Regions from separate parts of the Arachis hypogaea genome. Here region 2 is linked to region 1. A link is a contact called in public Hi-C data. All regions are on one chromosome and are shown on one strand. The core of a region is the stretch at or near the end of the contact, and the rest is flanking DNA. Distances in the headings are between cores, read along the strand shown. Region 1 has its middle 7.9 kb from the start of LOC112706283. Region 2 holds the start of LOC112706284 (auxin-responsive protein IAA8).

Evidence for each region. A called contact is a pair of places that touch in the nucleus more often than the background predicts.
Region 2: a Hi-C map of an unstated tissue shows a contact between it and region 1, with 4 times the contacts expected there. The contact joins the promoter of LOC112706284 here to the enhancer-like site in region 1. A contact is called at or near these places in 3 of 8 Hi-C or Micro-C datasets (leaf and an unstated tissue).

What each region holds. Positions count from the first base shown.
Region 1 is chr8:15,400,331-15,406,942 of arahy.Tifrunner.gnm2.J5K5, forward strand. No RefSeq gene overlaps it. Among protein-coding and RNA genes, the nearest start is that of LOC112706283, 7.9 kb to the left of the region's middle. Within about 2 kb of position 3,396, at least 3 of the 3 cell types and tissues checked have open chromatin away from gene starts, as enhancers often do.
Region 2 is chr8:15,447,280-15,453,891 of arahy.Tifrunner.gnm2.J5K5, forward strand. It overlaps LOC112706284 (auxin-responsive protein IAA8), which reads left to right and starts at 2,550. Exons shown (of 8, transcript XM_025757509.3): 1 at 2,550-2,755; 2 at 3,526-3,595; 3 at 3,810-4,260; 4 at 4,460-4,686; 5 at 4,773-4,999; 6 at 5,099-5,240; 7 at 5,364-5,425; 8 at 5,543-5,822. The coding sequence starts at 3,850. The coding sequence ends at 5,565.

The sequences.
Region 1 (6,612 bases), core at 2,146-4,645:
ATTTGTAGAAAACAGATTTTTTTATTCAAGAAAATACATATTACAATTTACATTCACAATTTCTCTCTTTGATTGCTCAGTTCTCATTCATTACTCTACATAGTTTTGTTCAGATCTATTAAAAAAGAAAATCATAATTCTTTTTGCCATTTTTCTTTTCCATTGTAGTATGTACCTAATTTTGAACCGATCACTTGTCATCTACCAAAAACATGGATTCTTTTTTCTTTTAATTTTTGGTATTTGAACTGCCTCCTATAACAAGGATCTTATCACTAACAGAGTATGAAACCATGACTAAGAAGGCATAAGCTGTTTTTTTAGGTATTGGAGGACAACCTATTTTCACCAAATAAGGGGATAATACGTTTTCTCGTAAAAAGGCCCGCCTTTCATAAAATACAAACGAAAAAAAGCAACAACAACAAACAGCGGATCAGTTCTGTAGTTTGAAGCTTTGTTTGGTCCACCCAAAATTCTATGATGACTTAGGCCCAAGAAGCAAACTTTTTTATAAATGGAAACTTAACAATCCTGTCCAAAAAAAAAAAACAATATATTCAGAACAAAAACAAGAACAATATTAAAACAAAGTTCTAATTTAACCAACACTTATTCTGACAAATAAAATATCTTATTTTGAATAAATAAAATAAAATATCTTAACTAAATTGAGTTGTTCTAATGCTTAACTCACTAATTTGTTTAAGTATGTGTTAAGGATTCGAATCTGTCTTTGTATATACAATAACCCATTGACTAGTAACAAATCCTTAAATGAAGCTCCAATCTGTTATATGTTAAGATGTGTTTGGTTTAGCATTAAAAAAAATATATATATATTTAAATTTTTTGAACACTGCCTAAAATGCACGTTTACCTGAAGCTAAGAAGTCATAGTTTCTGCGCATTCACTTCACTTAACGTGCATTTACATTTGATTTTTCTAATGATTTAGTGTGTGTTTGGATTATCGTTTGCAAACAAAAATTTGTATAAAATTGATTTTGTAGAATTGATTTTGATCAAAAGTAAGTTAGTATTAACCCGATTTATGTTTAGTAATTTTTATTCAAAATGAATTATAGTAAACTAAGTATTGTTTGGATTACATTATTCAAAATCACTTTTAGATAAAAAATTACAGAAAAGAACATGAATTTAAATAATTATTTTATGTTATCTTATAATTTTATTTTAAATATTTAAATAAATTTTAATATTCTTTAGTACTCTCATAAAATTAATAAAATCATAATACAAAATAAAAAAATATTCCATACAAAAAAGAAATAACAATCATAGTAAAAGAACTCATATAAAAAAAAACAGAAATTTTATAAAAAAAAAATAATATACATAAGAGAATATTAAAAAAAAGTATTATAAAAAAAACAAATATATGAATAATAAAAGATATAATTGGTACATAGAATAAAGCTCAACCTAACGTAAAAAAGTGAATGAAAAAGCTAAAATTTTTAGTTTTTAGTAGAACGTGAATTGAAAATAAAAATTGTTTCTATGTTTACAGCATAGAAATGTTGCCAAACATAAAAATAAAACGTTAAAAAAACTCAAAATATATGTACTTAACATATCTATCTATTTTTTTTTCGTTGAGGGATGGATGATTGTTGGCTTCATTTAAGGATTTATTAATATCCAATAGAATTTTATATAGAGAGTCAAATTTGAATCTTTAACACGTATTTAAGTAAATTAAAAAATTAACTAACCATTTGAGCAACGTAAATTGATTTGAATTGATAAACCATATTTTCATGTAATTGGGCATGATTGATGAGGAGAGAGAGGCCCAAGTAGAGTTAGAAAAAAAAAAGGGAAAGAGTGAGAGAGGCATGAGAATGGCGTGATAGTGGCGTCACCATAAAAACGAGCAGCTTATAATATACGCATCAATACATGCATCACTTAACAACAAATAGTGCCAAAAAGAAAATGAAAATAATCCCACCAAAAAATTTTCTTTCCTTTAAACAGAAAGATTTTGAGAAAAAAAAAGTTCGGATGACAAAATTGTGTTTTTAATTTTATTTATCGTTAATTAGATATTTTTGTATATTTTATCATTTGTCTAAATTTTTTTTTTAAGAGTATAGTGGCAAGTTTCAAGTCTCAATTTTGAGTCTAGCATGATTTATAAAGATTTACATAAATTAATTAAAAGATGATAAATATGTAAACAAAGTTATATTAGGACAATACTGTTATTTTATTTATATGGATAACAAAAATATATACTGATATTGCATATCCAAATTATTTTAGTAATTAAGTTTAACTAAATAGATTTAATAATTTATTGACACAATAAAAATTAGCTGAAGAAAAAAGAGAAGACGCACAAAAAAAAGAAAAATATTTGGTTAAACTTGGTTATAAAATAATTTGTTCAACTAGTATTTTTTATTTACGTTTTAAGTTAGTTATTTTAATCTACTATGTATATTAGTGAATTGTTATAAAATACTGAGTAAATATTTTTTTAAATAGTAGCTTCTTAATGTTTCTTTTTCAATAATTAACTTCCCTAATCTTTATAATTTAAATATTTTTTTAATAAATAGAATAAAACGTATAAAATTGTGTCTATTTAGGATAAATTAATCCCTAACAAAATAGAAAAGTAAATTAGTCTTTTTTTTTTACCAAAAATAGGAAGAATTGAACTCGCGACTTCTTGTGTGAGTATGAGAAAGTTATGCCATTTGAGTTATAACTCATTAGCAAAATAGATTAGTCTTTTATTTATTAAATTTTCATACAATTCATACTTTAAATCCTTCTACTTTTATTAAAAATAACTAATCATTAATTTTTACAACTTTTTAAAAGATAATATAGAGACTCACTTGCAGTAAATATTAATGTATTTTAGGAAAAATAAGAAGTCCATGGCTTTTTTAAAATTAACTTGTTATTAAATATAAAATAAGAAAAACAAAAAAGATTAAATTTTAAATTTAAACGATTAATATTAAATATAATAAATAAAAAATTAAAATTTATTTAATTAACAAAAATGTAATAGTTTGACTTAGGAAAAAAAAACGTTTAAAAATGAACCCTGACTTGTATACGTTATAAACATAAAATTCTTTTACCTGAATATCCAATTTCATAAGAAAAATTTATACGAAATAGTTTTCATAGTTTTTTTTTTTTTGTGACTATAGTAATTTCATAGTTAAGTATTAAGCGGAGAGTCGTAGAGTGTTTAAAAAAAAATGGTGGAGTCGAATGAATGATGAATGAGTTGAAATAATGCTACCGAAAATGGCAATTCTGGCAATTACGGTTGGGTGGTGCAAAAGACGCCGAATTATAAGCGCGTGGAGCATACTCCAAGATTTCATGGTGATAGAGTTAACTGTCACGCTCTGAACCGAGCAACCCCACAAAGAAAACCCACTTTCTTGTCCCCCTAATCACATTATTTAGCCACCTCTTACTTTTTCTTTGTCCCCCTTAAGCCTCAACACTCGTTTCCAATTTAAAACCAAAGGGCAGGGAGTGGATCCACTCCAGTGAAAAAAAAAAATAGATAGTATTTAGTGAAAAATTTCACTCTTTATTATATTTTTTTTTATTTATTTTTAGTCTCATTTATAGAATTAAAGGTGAGAGATTATATTTTATTCTCTTTAATGACAAAAAAAATAGAGAGGATCTATTTCTTTATTTGTAGGCTAATTTTATAGTATTTTTTGTTTGGTGTCTAACTTTTGCCTAAATTACTTTTTATAGTAATTTTAAAATATTTAAAAGTTTTTAACTTTTATACTTTTAAATTTAAAATTAATTATTTTACATATTTTAATAATTAGACAATATTTTTTAGACACCACAGCAAACACCTTATTTGTATGTATGAGTTTAATTCCACGGTATAATTTTGGTCTATAATTTTGGTCTATGTTACTATATCCTCTCTAAAATCAACGATAAATTATGATACATAATATTTATAATTATAATTAAGTTGAATATTAATCATTATAATTAGGTATATATTTTTTATTTTTTTCTTTTTTTGTGATTATTTAAATTTAGTTTAGCACCACCAGTTTATGGTGGTGATGGTGACTGTCATCGTCGGAAAAATCTTTTTGTGATGAACTCACAAACCTATCAACAAGTTACACATGTATTTAGCTCGTTACACGTGGCAACATTCATGCTATCAAGGTACGGAGAATCTCTGCTATATAGGCACAACTCCTTTCCAACCTCAGTGTACACTCACCGCACTTCTCCACCCTCTTCTAAATGGTGATAACATTCTCGGAGTTCACTATTCGTAAAACTTTTGTCCAATAAAAGTGATTAAATTCTTGTGCATAATTATCACCTCATCTTGTAAATCCTATTGTCTGTAATTGAATTTGACTTCATCTCCACCTCATCGACAACAATGTTTTTAATCTAATGAGGATACGAATCTACCATCCCTTGAAACTTGTATTTGACATCATCAACAACAATGTCTTTAATTGTGTTTATGACTTGAGGATCTGAAGAATTGGTGCGAAATTTATAACCCACAAACTAACCGCCAAGTGCACCGGGTCGTACCAAGTAATACCTCAGGTGAGTGAGAGTCGATCCCACGAGGATTGATGGACTAAGCAACAATGATTGAGTGATTTACTTAGTTAGACAAGTAGAAAAGAGTGTTTGGGTTTCAATTGTATTAAACAGTAAATTAGAGAATTAATAAAGCAAGCAGTAAATGGGTTGTGAATAATATATGGAGAAATCGGTTAAAGCTTCAGAGATATCTATTTTTCTGATTGACTTTTCTTACTAACTATTTTAATCATGCAAGATTTAATTCATGGCAAACTATATCTGACTAAACCCTAATTCTTTAGACCTCTTTAGTCTCCTCTAAGATTCATCAACAGCCAATTTATTGGTCATTTAATTCCAATTAGAGGGTGAAGTTCAATTCTAGTTATATGCCACAAAAATCCTAATTACCCAAATATAAGAGGATTATATGTCACATATCCCGTTAAGTCTAGATAATTAGAAATTTAGGAGAATATGTTTTCAAGCTGTTGTTCAAGTAAAGAGATTTTTCAAGTTATACAAGAACTCAATTAGAACAAGGGTCATACTTCTGTTCCACCCAAATTCATAAAATAAAGAACAAGAACAATTCTTGAATTATAAATCAGTACATAAATTAAAATAGAAAAGTAATAGTATCAATCCATATAATAGACAGAGCTCCTAACTTTAACAGTGGAGGTTTAGTTGCTCATGGTTCGAAGAGAAAACTAGACTTCTGGTAAACTGTAAATTGCGGAATGAGGTATGAGAGAAGAGAGGTACGAAGAGCTGATTCTTTTCCCTTTTATATCTAATTCTAATTAATGTAAAATATATTTTTTAAACTAAATAATATCTTTTCCTAATTATAAATAAAATAAAAGTTTAATAAAAAATTAAGTAAATTCTGCGTGCAGCCTATGAACGTACATGGGACCACTTGATTCATTAAGGTCCACGCTGAACTTGGGAATTCTCAAGTTCAGCATGGATGATATGTGATTCTCATGAGTGCGTTGGACTCCACGCTGAACTTGAAAAAGCTCAAGTTCAGCGTGGAGGAGGCCGAGAATACTGGAAAAGAAGTGTGAACTATTATACATCGTTGAAAAGTCCTGAAAGTTAGCTTTTCAATGCCGTTGGAATCACGTTAATTGGATCTTTGTAACTCAAGTTATTCTTGTTTGAGTGCAAGGAGGTCGGGGTTGACTGCATCATTTGCTTTCTTCCTTTTCTGCTACAAAATTCCGTCAAATACATCCGAATGCTACTTAAAATAAACCAAATTGCACACAACTCAAAATAGCATTCATAGTGGCTCAAAAATACTTAAATCTTGATCAAACTTAACAAATTCAAATGCTAATTCATTAGGAAAAGATAGGAAAGATGCTCACGTATCAAGAATCTTTCCAAATGTCTTTATGACTTTTATCATCATCAATTGCATTCGTAAAGATCTATTTCACTTTATAAAACTCATCTGGTGAATCACTTTTAATATATATATATATATATATATATATATATATCAAGGAGTAATTTATCCTTTATTTTAGAGAGAGTATGACAGAATTCATCTATAATTTTATACTATCATTTTTTTAGGTATAATTTTATACTATCGTTCTTTTAGATGATTATTCATATAGTTAATAAAAACAATAGTTATTCTTAATAATATAATATTATGTAATGAATGTACATATAAAATTATTTTATACTAATAAGACATTAAAATTACATTTTTATTTTTAGATCTAAATATTTTTTATCTACATATTCTTATTTCTATAGAAGAATATTAATAATCTGGGATCAAGATCTTCTAAAATAAAAATAATTAATAAAGTAAATAGTTAATCATTCTTAAAGAATAAACTATCATTTTTATTGACGAAAATTAAAAAAGCTGACACATTTACCAATAAAAGAAGGAAATTACCTTTTGTACTCATGAAATATGAGTTCTGCACAATAAAATTATGCAAATACTAAAAAATCACCTAAAATTTTAAATTACCTTTATCA
Region 2 (6,612 bases), core at 1,300-3,799, 46 kb after region 1:
TGGGTAAAAGTAGAGTGATTCTCTTTGTACTCAATTTCAATCTATCATTTTTGTTTCTATTTCAATTTCAATATATTTTTTTATCTAATTTCAATTCTTATCTTATTTATCCTTTTATTTTCGTATCATGTTATATTTGAGTAAAGATTTCTCCCAACCATTTTATTTAGGTAAATTGTCCTTAATTTAGTATATCAGAATATAATGTCTTTATTTATATTTCATCTGTCAAAAACTCAAATATAATTATATATCTTTGTATTTATATAAAAATTCTGATATACGGAGCTCGGATTTTATACAAAATTTTTTAATTATTTTTGTATTTTTTATTATATAAAAATAATTTATGCATGATATGTAATTACTGAATTGCTCTTTTTTTAATTTTTAGCAATATATATAAAAAAATATAGATTTTTTTAATAATTTTATTTTTGATATGAGAATTACATAAAAAATAACAATATCAATAATATTCTATAAAATTATAAGATACTAATATTTTTATGGTATGTTTAGTTAAGAAGTTATTACATATCTCTTTAATTAAGATTAGTTCTTTTAAAAATTTCAAAAATTTAAAAATAAATTATAAATTATTAATCATCTCAAAGGTACTAGTATTTTTATAGAATATAAAATAGAACTCTCAAAATAAAACTATAATCGAAATAAATTATCATAAAAAATATAAATTTTTTCAATAATATAAGATTAGAAAAAAAATTAGCAATTTCTATTAAAAATAAAAACTAAAATAAACAATACAATTATTAAAATAAAATGATGTAAATTATTATAGAATTTTATTTACCAAAATATGTAATTTATAACATTTTTAATAAAATGTACCTTATCTCTTATTTTATTTATACTATAAACGAAATAAGAAATAGAGTACATTTTGATAAAAAAAACTATAAATTATATACTTTGCTAAATTTTATTTTATTTACTTGAAAAAATCTAATCATTATATTCATAAAGATAAGTATATAAAAATTAATTTAAAAAATATAAAAATTTGAGTATATAATATAAAGTTAATTAAATAAAAATATTAAAAAATAATTAAAACCTTAATCTATCATATTATTAAAATAATTACATATAAAATTACTAAATATATTTTATTTTATCACGTACATATTCCATGTATATACTTCTTCAAAACCTTAAAAAAACTAAGGCCACTATTTACCTTTTTTTTTTAGATCCGTGCCTAGTGTCTATATCTCAATATTCTGTGCTAAACAAATATGATCTACGACTTCGAGTAAGAAAAAGCCACTGCCATAAAAATAGATTTTGACAAATCAAATTGAGTTGGTTTAGTGGTTAGCTCACTAATTCGCTTAAATTTTAATCTGTCGAATTGAGAAATACCGTGAAAAATAAAAAAACAAATCAATCGACAAAATATTATTATAAAAACGTGCGACAAAGTAAATAGATTTTGACATGCATAAAATAAAATGAAAGGAATGACCTAATTTTATTTTAAAATTAACAAAAATAAGATAAGATATTTCATGTGATGATCATCTAACGACCCATCAATAAAACTCTTCATTTATTTATGTGACCATCTACCATAAATGTATAATCCACATTACATTAAAAGATATTATAAATTAATTACACAGAAAGAGAAGTGATGGTAGGTGATATAAATATAAATATATAATCTTATTTAAGAGCAATATTACGCAGCGAATAAAATTTATTATTTTTTTTAAATTTAGTTAACAAACATTTTTTTATTTAAAAATTATAAATTTTAATAGAATAAAAAATACTAATATAAAAGATTAACTAATATTTCTAAAAAATATTATTTTTAATATTCTTTTATCAAAAGTTATATCTATATATTAAAATTAATTATTATGTATATATTATTTAAAAAATAAATAAATTCTTAATTTTTTTAATTCAAAGAGATATGAATTTTAAACTAATTAAAAATATAAAAAATGTTTTTAATTTTTAAAATATAAGATATTTAAATTTTTCTATCTAAAATATATAAACATAAATTGATTCTCTAAAAAGATTTAAATATCTCATATTTCAAAAAATAAAAAATATAGAATTTATTTATTTTTTAAATAAAAAACAAAAAAATTATTTTTATTTTTTTATTATTTAATTTATTTTAATATAAATTTTATATTTTAACATATATTTTATATTAATAAGAATTTAATCGCTGTTTTTTGGTATGTAATTATTATAAGAACTTGTTTAGAATGCTAGAAATTAGAATTTACTCGAGAGTTGAATTTTTTATTTTATTTTAGAATAACTAAAAAATAAATAATTTAAATTTTTTAGTAATTCAAAATTTTATTTTTTCTTTATTTGTAAATTAAATTAGAAGGAGTCTGATTTCTAAATCTACGCACACATTTTTTAAATTTAAATTATATTCTATTAATATATTATAATTATTCTAAATTATAAAATTAAATTTCAAACAAAAATATTTTTTTAAAAAAAAATAGAATTATTTTTCTTATGATAAATGGTTTCAAACAAACTCTGAATGTTTTTTTATTTAATTAAATGCATGGTGCTTCTTCATTGACATGAGACACCAAAAATAAGCTCTTGTAACTTTATTCCCCAATGGAGGGTCCTTAGTTCTCTCTTCTTCCACTCTCTCTTTCAATATTACCCTAACACCCTTCTTCTTCTTCTTCTTCTTCTTCTTCACTCTTTCTGATCTTCTCATTATTCTTCAACACGAGTAAGTAAAACTCCTAAGTTTTTTTTTTTGTTTCATTTTAATTTCTTATGTTGCTTCATGGACTTTTCATTGAAACCCTTCTGCAATTCTCTGTGTCCCTTTGCTTTTCCCCTTTTTTGCTTTCAACTGGGACATGCATCTTTATTCCACTTTTTCTTAATTCCTATTTTTGTTCCAGTAATGGATGAGAAAACTCTCAAAAAACTCTTTTTTTTTTCTTTTTCTTTCAGTGCATTATTAACACAAAGTAGTGCTCACTAGTTTCTGTTTTTTTTTTTTTTTTTCAACTTTTCTTCTTCACTTTCCCTTTTTATTTTCTGACCAAAACCAAACTGAGTCCGTGTTTGTTATCTTCACTTCTGGATGATTTTATTTTATTTTATTTTCAAAAAATGAAATTGAAAAAAAATCTGCTTTTTGTTTTTCGTCTATCTACTGAAATGTGCTTTGATGGAAGATGACTCAGCCAAGAGTGAAAGACTCTGACTCATAAATTTTCATGTGAATTTTTTTAAATTTATTATTATTATATTTATTACAGCTTGTTTTGTACTATGTTTTTAATTTTATTCCCCTTGGGTTATTTTTAGAACTTTGTCTTGTAACTTTTTCCACCGAAAAGTAATTATTACTTAATATGTGTATCTATCATTCTATCTGTGAGTCTTTGCAGCAATGAATGGCGATTCTCATTTTCTTTTTAATTGTCTTATATTTATTTGTTTTCATTGGGTATATAAAGTTCCTAACTTTGCCTTATTGCAATTTAGGAATTTGTACTTGGCTATTGTTGTTCATTTGGAGCTTCTTTGGATCAAAGCAAAGAAAATTTGAGCAAAGGTATGATTCAATTTTTAATGTGTTATTGGAATTTATGACATTGAGGTTGCTTATGAATATTGTGGGAAAGCTGTGTTTCAATGTATTGTTTTCTCTGTTTGATTGATAAGTTTGAAGGCCGTGGAGTGTGGTGCAAGATTCTGTTTAGTCAAAATGATCTGTTATTCTGTTTGTTTCATGAACCATTTCAAATGCTGTTTTTGTTGTTTGATAGGGAAAACACAAAATTTGGGAACTTCTTGGTTTGAATTTTGATGTCACTGCCGGTATTTAGCATAGTGGGGGAGGAGGAGGGCAAAAGCAATGTCACTTTGTTGGTTTCGTCGACTGCCATGGAATGTGCTCGCATCGAGAGCTCCGAGTTGAAAGTGCGAAACTACATGGAATTGTCTGGTTGTTCTTCTGCTGACAGCTCGGTTTCGCCCTTACCGGACGAGCATAAAAGTAATCTGAACCTGAAAGCTACTGAACTCAGGCTTGGTCTCCCGGGATCTCAGTCTCCTGAGAGAGATTCTGATCATTGCTTAAGAAGCTCAACTCAGTTTGATGAGAAACCACTTTTCCCCCTGTGCCCCTCGACCGATGATCATCATCATTCCCCTGCAAAGGCTGCTGTTTTGGGTAGCAAAAGAGGATTCTTAGATGTAATGAATGGGTTCCAGAAGGTAAATGTCAATTTAGTCTGAGGAAATATCCTTTTTAACTATGATCTTTGGGTACTTAAAGTAATCTTAAAAGAACTTGCTTGGTTGAAATCTTGTTTTTAGTATGTGTAAGACTGTAACATGCTCTGATCATAGCTTTTTATCTGCTCGAAGTGAGATACTGCTAAGCGAGATACTGAGTCGCCGATCTATCATGCAGGGGAATTTTTTATCTAATTCAGAAGTGAATACAATTCTGTCGCCGAGGCCTTCTTCTAACTTGGGATTAAAACCTGGTTCTCTGCTTGAGAGTCTTGGGGTTCAACAAGCCAAAATGAAAGAAGTATCGACTACAAAGGTTGGGGTCGAGAAGCCTCATGCTTTCAATGAGACCAGACCCAGTCTTAATGGTTCTGCGAATAATAATAGCAGTGCACCAGCTACCAAGTAAGTAGAATACTCGAACCGATCACATTAAGTTTGAGCATAACTGTGGAAATGATTTCTGAATTCTGATATTCCTCGTGCGACAGGGCTCAGGTCGTGGGGTGGCCTCCCCTAAGGTCATTTAGGAAGAATTCACTGGCAACTAATTCGAAAAACACAGAAGAAGTAGATGGACAACCGGGGTCCGGTCCACTGTTTGTCAAGGTCAGCTTGGAGGGTGCTCCCTATTTAAGGAAAGTAGACTTGAAGAATTACTCTACATACCCGGAACTATGTTCTGCTCTAGAGAAGATGTTCCGCGGTTTTACTATAAGTAAGGAAGAATTCGTTTGATGCAAGAAAACTTAGTCTTTAAGTAATTTATGGTCAGTTTGCCTGGATCCAGTTACTGCTTGTTTCGGTATGATTTCAGGTCAATGCGGATCTTATGGGACTCTGGGAAAGGAGTTGCTGAATGAAACCAAGCTGAAGGATCTTCTTCATGGGTCGGAATATGTTCTTACCTATGAAGACAAAGATAATGATTGGATGCTTGTGGGTGATGTTCCATGGGAGTAAGTTCTAATTCTTTCATGCACTTGTTTTCTTATAGGCATTGAAAACTCATCTGAGATACAAATTTACATTTTACATTATTTGTTCGTCTTCAAAGTAACTTCAACCCTTTATCTTTGCAGGATGTTTATCGAAACATGCCGAAGGCTGAGGATCATGAAGAGTTCAGAAGCAATTGGCCTTGGTTAGTATTTTTCAAACTATCTATAAACATAAGATTCAAGGGAATCCCAGCATATGTTATGGGTACTTGGCTTCGAATCCCAGCATATCTTATTCGAGTTTCCCCTTTTTGTGTCAGCTTGCAGCTCCAAGGGATGTTGAAAAAAGCAAGAGCAGGAACTAGACATGGCAACAACAACAGAATCCATCATAACCAAAGACATTTTGGCCAGGGAGAGATTATAATACTAAGCTATCTTAATATTTGTGTTAATGTTCATTATGTGTGTGTTTGATGTGTTCTTCACGGCATTTTATATATTAACTAAGCCGTTTTTTATCATATGATTTTCAACTCTTATAACCCCTTAAGACTTGAGTATTTGTGAGTTAATTAATGATGTGGTTGAAGGAGGATATGATATGTAGTGTGTAAATTTTGATTTGTGTGCTTTTGTGATTTAAAATGACAGCATGTTCTATTGTTCTGTGTCATGTGACTTGTTTACGGTGAAAACTCACGTGCAGTTGTTTTTATATGAAATTGATAGCTGAAAACCGTTAAATAATTTGACTGATTTGACTAAATTTTCATCTAACGGCTCTCATCTATTAACTTCATGTGAAGTCGACTGCACCTGAATTTCTACCTTGTTTATTCATCATTCATTTTTGTAAAGTAATAAATCGGTTTTAAATTGGTTTAAAAATAAGAGCTGGTTTCTAAAAAATAACTAGTTTTATGGAAACTCGTTTTAAAAATAATAAATTGTCTTAAGAAATTAATTTTATATTTTTATTTATGAAATTGTGAATTTGATATGAATAATTAAGAAAAATAATAAATTGTTCACAAATACAACAATAACAAAACCTTGTCCCACTAAGTGGGGTCGGCTACATAAATCAAACGACGTCATTGTGTTCTGTCATGTATCATGTCTACAAAGAGACCGTTTACATGTAGATCTCGTTTGACCACCTCATGGATGGTTTTCTTAGGTCTTCCTCTGTCTTTCGCCCTTTGTCCATCTTCCATCTCATCTACCCTCCTGACTGGATGTTTTATCGGTCTTCTTCTCACATGTCCAAATCACCTGAGACGCGATTCAACCATCTTTTCCACAATGGGTGCTACTCCAACTCTCTCTTTTATATCTTCATTCCTTATTTTATCCAATCGCGTATGACCAATCATCCATCTCAACA